Linked DNA regions of Salmo salar: region 1 is linked to region 2. Evidence: chromatin contacts called from public Hi-C data. All regions are on one chromosome and are shown on one strand. Each heading gives the region's core, a stretch centred on a gene start, on an enhancer-like site or on the middle of the called end of the contact. The rest is flanking DNA. Distances are from core to core; before and after follow the strand shown. Region 1 holds the start of rab3gap1 (RAB3 GTPase activating protein subunit 1). Region 2 holds the start of LOC106586313 (UBX domain-containing protein 4).

Region 1 (3,172 bases), core at 506-3,005, 200 kb before region 2:
CTGCCTCTGTTGTAATGCCACCAGGGAGTGGAAGATGTCACTGATGTTGATGGCTTGTAGTCTGTGTATCAATTTCTCTGTGTGTCTGTGCAGTCTTGACATGAGATCTTGGCAACGGTGTGGGTCCTCGAGTAGTGCAAGGAAGGAGTACACACGAGCGGTTTCCTTTTGGGTGAGAGCCTCAGCCTCATCAATGCTGATGCTCACGTAGTCGAGAACCTGCTCGACAATCTCTGACCTCTTCCCCTCCAGATTATAGGCTACTTCTCCAAGATGGCACAGGTGAATGACCCCAATGTCTGTTTTGGAGAGGTGTGTCCTCCACTCCTCTTTCAATCTGGAGACAATTGAACTTTGATAGTCCACACCAAACTCAACACATACTCCCAGTAAAGTTGCCAGACCCTCAGTTTTCTCATTGCTGGGAGCTTCTTTCAAACGTGTTAACAACTCAGGTAAAACCTCAACCTCAAAAAGGGATTTGACAGAAAGTGGCACCACTTTTAAGTGCCCTAGTTTTGTTGGTGAAGCACTGGTTCCTAATTGGGTGTCAATGGAAGGCTGTCCAGCTGTTTTGGGCAAAAGGTCTTTCTCCAGGTGAACCCTTAATTCGTAGTCTTTCTCTTCTGCAAATGGGAGGTTACTTAACTGTTGCGCCACCGCCCCCATCTCACGTGTGTTATGGAAGCAGCCTAAAGTACTTTTTACACATGGTTGTGCCATTCTGGTTTTACAAGAAACGTCCGATTTCAATATTCTTCCAGATGAATTTGAGTGACGTATTAATCCCCGACTACTAGTCATGAAATAGTTGGGAGAATACTGACACACAGCCCTAACTGAGGAAGAAATGCTGACAACTGACTTCATGATTGAAATGATGTAATCTTCCTCTGAATTACAGTGGAAGCTAGAATAATAAGAAAATGAAATTGTGTTATTATGCATGCAGAAACATTATTATACTTCATTAATTACATTGCAGTCCAGTTTGTTACAGTACCTTCTTTAGCACCAAAAACACACAGCACTCTTTCACTTTTGGTAAAATGCCGAATGAAAATTACAGTAAAAGACATTGCCTACCTTACATCATCATTAGCTTTTGAGCACAGTTAATATTTTTTTCTTTAAATGTGTAGATTGCTTACCTCCTCGGTTCGAATAAATTGGAAGAACTGACGAGTCACGGGCACTTACGGAACTGGAGTTGTGTGTTCGGTAAATACCTTGTGTAATGTCACATGTGTCACTATTTGCTGCCATCTGCTGGCAACATGTGTCCATGAAGGCATTTCATGTCTCCAATTTGGCTTATTATTATGTCATCATATCACCTTTAGTAACAAATATATTACAATATGTATCAAAGCAATAATTGTATCTGCAAAAACTGGTTAAGGGCTTGTAAGTATCTGCATTGTTGGTTAAGGGTTTGTAAGTAAGCATTTCTCTGTAAGGGCTACACTTGTATTCTGCGCATGTGATAAATAACATTTGATTTGATCTTATTTGAGTGTTTGACAATATGCAGACTGATAGTAATTCCAAGACTAAGTTGTAAAGTAAGATATATTTTTCTACTACTGTTACTACTAGATGAACAAATTAAACTGCATTAAAGAAAGGAATTTAAAACAAAGGATTCGAATGAAGGTAAATTGACCATTTGCATTACGAGTGGTTCAAAGCACGAGCCTTGTGTCAAAAGCTTTTTTTGGTGTAAAACGTGTCAAATCCGGTGACGTCATTGATTAATTGCGGAAGAGACTCCGTCGACAAGAATCCCATAATGCAACGGACGGCAAAAATCATAAACAGGGATTCATAATGGCGGCTGACAGTGACGTGAGTACAGTACTGGTGTACAGTTTATAAAGTAAACATTGCATGATATTAACAATGTTTAGAAAATATTGGATGTTAACGTTATTTCCTTTGCAGCCCGAGTCGGAGGTCTTCGAGATCACGGATTTTACCACCGCGTCGGAGTGGGAGAGGTAGGTGGATACTGGAGATCTCTGGCTAGCTAAATTAGCTTTAGCTAACAACAACAGTAACATTAGTTGTGAATCATCATCAGACTCAGACTAGATGGAAGAATTGGATTAGAAGCTATTCATGGCTGGCCAAATATAGTTCGCCTGTTCCATATAGCTAGCATAATATGCTGAGTATATGGCAGACAACGTTCTCGTCTCCTGTCTTGTGCTGTCAATCACTTGCTCAATCGGCTAGCTATGCTGGTTTGCATTGCATTCCTTCACGAAGAAATATTGCAGTACAACTGCAGTTACAGTGCAGTACACTGCAGTTATTCTGCAATTACTGTGTCAAAAATACCACAGTCGACTGCAGTTACTTCACTTTTACTGCAGTTTCAAAACGGCAATATTTTTTGTAAGGGTTTTGTTAGTGGCTTACCCATAAGCTACCTGTCCTGTCACATCAGGATTGCGAAAGATGGCAACCGTGCTTACCAATGTTGACAGCTCAGCAGAGCCCTACATACACGTGGACACACTTGAAATGAGTGGATTCTGTTATTTCAGCCACACCCTTTGCTGACAGGTGTATAACATTGAGCCCTACGCCATGCAATCTCCCTAGACAAACATTGGCAGTAGAATGGCCTGTACTGAAGAGCTCAGGGACATTCCATTATAGGATGCCACCTTTACAACAAGTCAGTTCATCAAATTTCTGCCCTCCTAGAGCTGTCCCAGTCAACTGTAAGTGCTGTTATTGTGAAGTGGAAATGTCTAGGAGCAGCAACTGCTCAGCCACGAAGTGGTAGGCCATACAATCTCACAGAACAGGACCGCAGAAGCGCGTAGCATGTTAAAATCATCTGTCCTCAGTTGCAACACTAAACTGCCTCTGGAAGCAACGTCAGCACAAGAACTGTCAGTCGGGAGCTTCATGAATTGAGTTTCCATGGCCGAGCAGCCGCACACAAGCCTAAGATCACCATGCTCAATGCCAAGCGTCGGCTGGAGTGGTGTAAAGCTCGCTACCATTGGACTCTGGAGCAGTGGAAACACGTTCTCTAGAGTGATGAATCACACTTCACCATCTGGCCGTCCGACGGACGAATCTAGGTTTGGCGGATGCCAGGAGAATGCTACCTGCTCCAATGCATAGTGCCAACCAACAAAAGTTTGGTGGCGGG
Region 2 (2,815 bases), core at 28-2,527:
GGGGATTTCTACAAGTTGGGAGCAATCAGCCAATGAAGAAGAAAATGTACTACTTTAAAATGGAGATAGCCTTAATGGCACTGCCCATGTGTTACAGACGCGATACTGGCACAGATACAAAAATTAGTCCTATCTATCTCTATGGCATGTTCACACACGCATCTGCCCTCTCATGGGCTAGAATGGTCCCACCTGATCTCGCCTCCCGCCTGCCTTCCATCGTTGATGACATGTATAGAGCCCCACAGTGGAGGTGTCATAAAACCTAGTGGTCAAACAGGGAAATGGTTCCAATCGTTTTCTACCATTCATTCTTCCCATAGGTTTTTTTTAGAAACACTTAAAATAAGGGCTGTGTTTCGTGTGGGCTTACCCTGATGTGACGTTTTGATAACCATGTACATTTATGTCGGACAAGGTGACATCAATATATTCGGCTGTATTTACTCTCAGATTCGAAAATATTAATTGGCATCAAAACAGACATCATACAAATCCCTGCAGGCTCCTGCGCATCATCTCTAATTGACACCTTTGCTAACAGGTATTGTGTCCATTTAAAACTTGCACAAGACAGTTCACAGAATTGCCAATTTAAAGAGATGTAGCCAATTTATTCATTACTACATTTATCTAACATTAGTTAATTTCAGAGATTCTTACCTTTGCCTCGTTTCGGCAGTCTTGTCCAGATTATCATGGCATTTCTAGTTCTTTAGGATAGCCACATTATCAGCTAATTAGCGTTTCATTTTGTAGCACAAATAAAGGCGAATATATTGATAAAAGTCAGAGAGATTTACACAGTTATCAAAACGTCACGCCAGGGTAAGCCTACACAAAACACAGCCCTTATTTTAAGTGTATTTAAGAACCCCTATGGGAAGAATGAATGGTGGAAAACGATTGGAACCATTTCCCTGTTTGACCTCTAGGTTTTAAGGGTATTATGACTCATACTGTGGCACTTTATTTCCATTGTTATAGTGGTCATGTGACTATCTTGTCACTATAATATATAGTCTTTAATTTTGTAAATGCCGGATCTCACCAACATTTCGTCAAAATCGTACCTGTGGTGACTGAGATCTCGTGTGACTATGTACAAACGGACTGAGCGAGATCCAGTCCACGTCAGAGTTCTTCGTGGGGGACAGTTAGTTATCTGCACCAATTACTTCATCAGTACCACAGCGCCATCTAATGTTAATTTGGTGACATAATGAACGGACTTCAAGTCCCATAAGCAAGCATACGTATCTATGGACTACAACTTCCATCATTCTCCGTTAGTTCCTGTGACGAGATTGAACGTTCTAGGCATTTACAGGATTGAAACGATTAAACAGGAAAAGCCAACACATTTTATTAAAAATGATTTGGTTTGAAGGCTCTATTCCAGCAGCCATTATCTCCGCAAAACAACAAAGCTCCATCTTCGTCGTCGTAATAACAGGTATTGTTTTGTAGATTAGCTTGCGCAGATGTGTATGCTAGCAAAGCTAACCAGTCGAAAGATTCGCCGTAGTAGCGAATAAAACTCAAGCTCGGGAGAGCAAACGAGCCCTGTCATTGTCAGTCAGCTATTTAACTAGTTAAATACGTGTGTGTAGTTCATGGCTACATGAAACTCGAAGTGTCGATGTAGCCAATACTAACTTGTCAAAACGAAAAGGAATGACAGTTGTCAAATCGCAGCTAACTAACGTTAGTTAATGCGATTTAGATAGTTAGCTTTGGCTAGCTTCCTACTAACGTTAGTGTGTTAATCGCTAGTTGACAATTTAACTGGCTGACGGGCAAGCTAACGAGTCGCAATTATTCTGGATGGCGACTGTCACCACCAACACTAGCGGACTAAACTCCTTCCTTCACCATGGAGTGGAGTTTAGTCCGCTACACCAACACCACAGACTTGTATTGTGGGAACTGGGCATTGAGTGTCGTAGGACGAGTGATTCACCACTTCTGAAGCTGACATTCTTGTTCTCTACTAGGCGACGATGAGGTGTCAGGACAAATGATGTCCAGTTGGGAGGACGACAGAGTGGCCGAGGCCTCCTGTAACTGCTGTGTTGCAATCAAGGTTGATTCCAAGAGGTAGCCTTTATAATGGAATCCTCCTAAACTTGTGTGGATATGATGTACACTCTTTCTGTACAGCACTATCAAAATGGAAATACTAACAAATGTGATGCATTTTATGTTTAATGTTTTTCTTTTCTTGCAGTGAGACATGCACACAGTTCTCCCAAATCTGTATCCTTCCTCTCCAAAGGGTTCTTTGTTGTGTTTGTGGTCCCTAAGGCTTGATTTCCCTAAAGCTTTGTCTTTCAGACATATTCTAGATCAGTGGTTCCCAAACCTTTTATAGTCCGTATTCCTTCAAACGTTCGACCTCCAGCTGCGTACCCCCTCTAGCACCAGGGTTAGCGCACTCTCAAATGTTGTGTTTTGCCATCATTGTAAGCCTGCTACACACAAACACTATACAATACATTTATTAAACATAAGAATGAGTGTAACTTTTTGTCACAACCTGGCTCGTGGGAAGTGACGACAAAGCCCTTATAGGACAGGGAACAAATAATAATATAATCAATAATTTTGCTCTTTTATTTAGCCATCTTACATATAAAACCTTATTTGTTCATAAGAAATTGTGAATAACTCACCATAGGTTAATGAGAAGGGTGTGCTTGAAAGGATTCACATAACTCTTCAATGTTGGGTTGTATTGGAGAGAGTCTGTCTTAAATCATTTTCCACACGGTCTGTGCCTGTATTTCGTTTTCATGCTAGTGAGGGCTCAGAA

What was found. Hi-C and Micro-C count contacts between places; a contact is called where the count stands out from the background.
Region 1: a contact with region 2 is called in a Hi-C map of muscle, with 5 times the contacts expected there. The contact joins the promoter of rab3gap1 here to the promoter of LOC106586313 in region 2. A contact is called at or near these places in 2 of 3 Hi-C or Micro-C datasets (gill and muscle).

The regions. Positions count from the first base shown.
Region 1 is chrssa25:19,292,399-19,295,570 of Ssal_v3.1, reverse strand. It overlaps rab3gap1 (RAB3 GTPase activating protein subunit 1), which reads left to right and starts at 1,755. Exons shown (of 24, transcript XM_014173465.2): 1 at 1,755-1,848; 2 at 1,945-2,000. The coding sequence starts at 1,831. LOC106586309 (FAST kinase domain-containing protein 3, mitochondrial) reads right to left here and starts at 1,278. Exons shown (of 6, transcript XM_014173463.2): 1 at 1,152-1,278; 2 at 1-910. The coding sequence starts at 870.
Region 2 is chrssa25:19,088,914-19,091,728 of Ssal_v3.1, reverse strand. LOC106586313 (UBX domain-containing protein 4) reads left to right here and starts at 1,277. Exons shown (of 13, transcript XM_045707428.1): 1 at 1,277-1,456; 2 at 1,998-2,100; 3 at 2,231-2,259. The coding sequence starts at 1,375.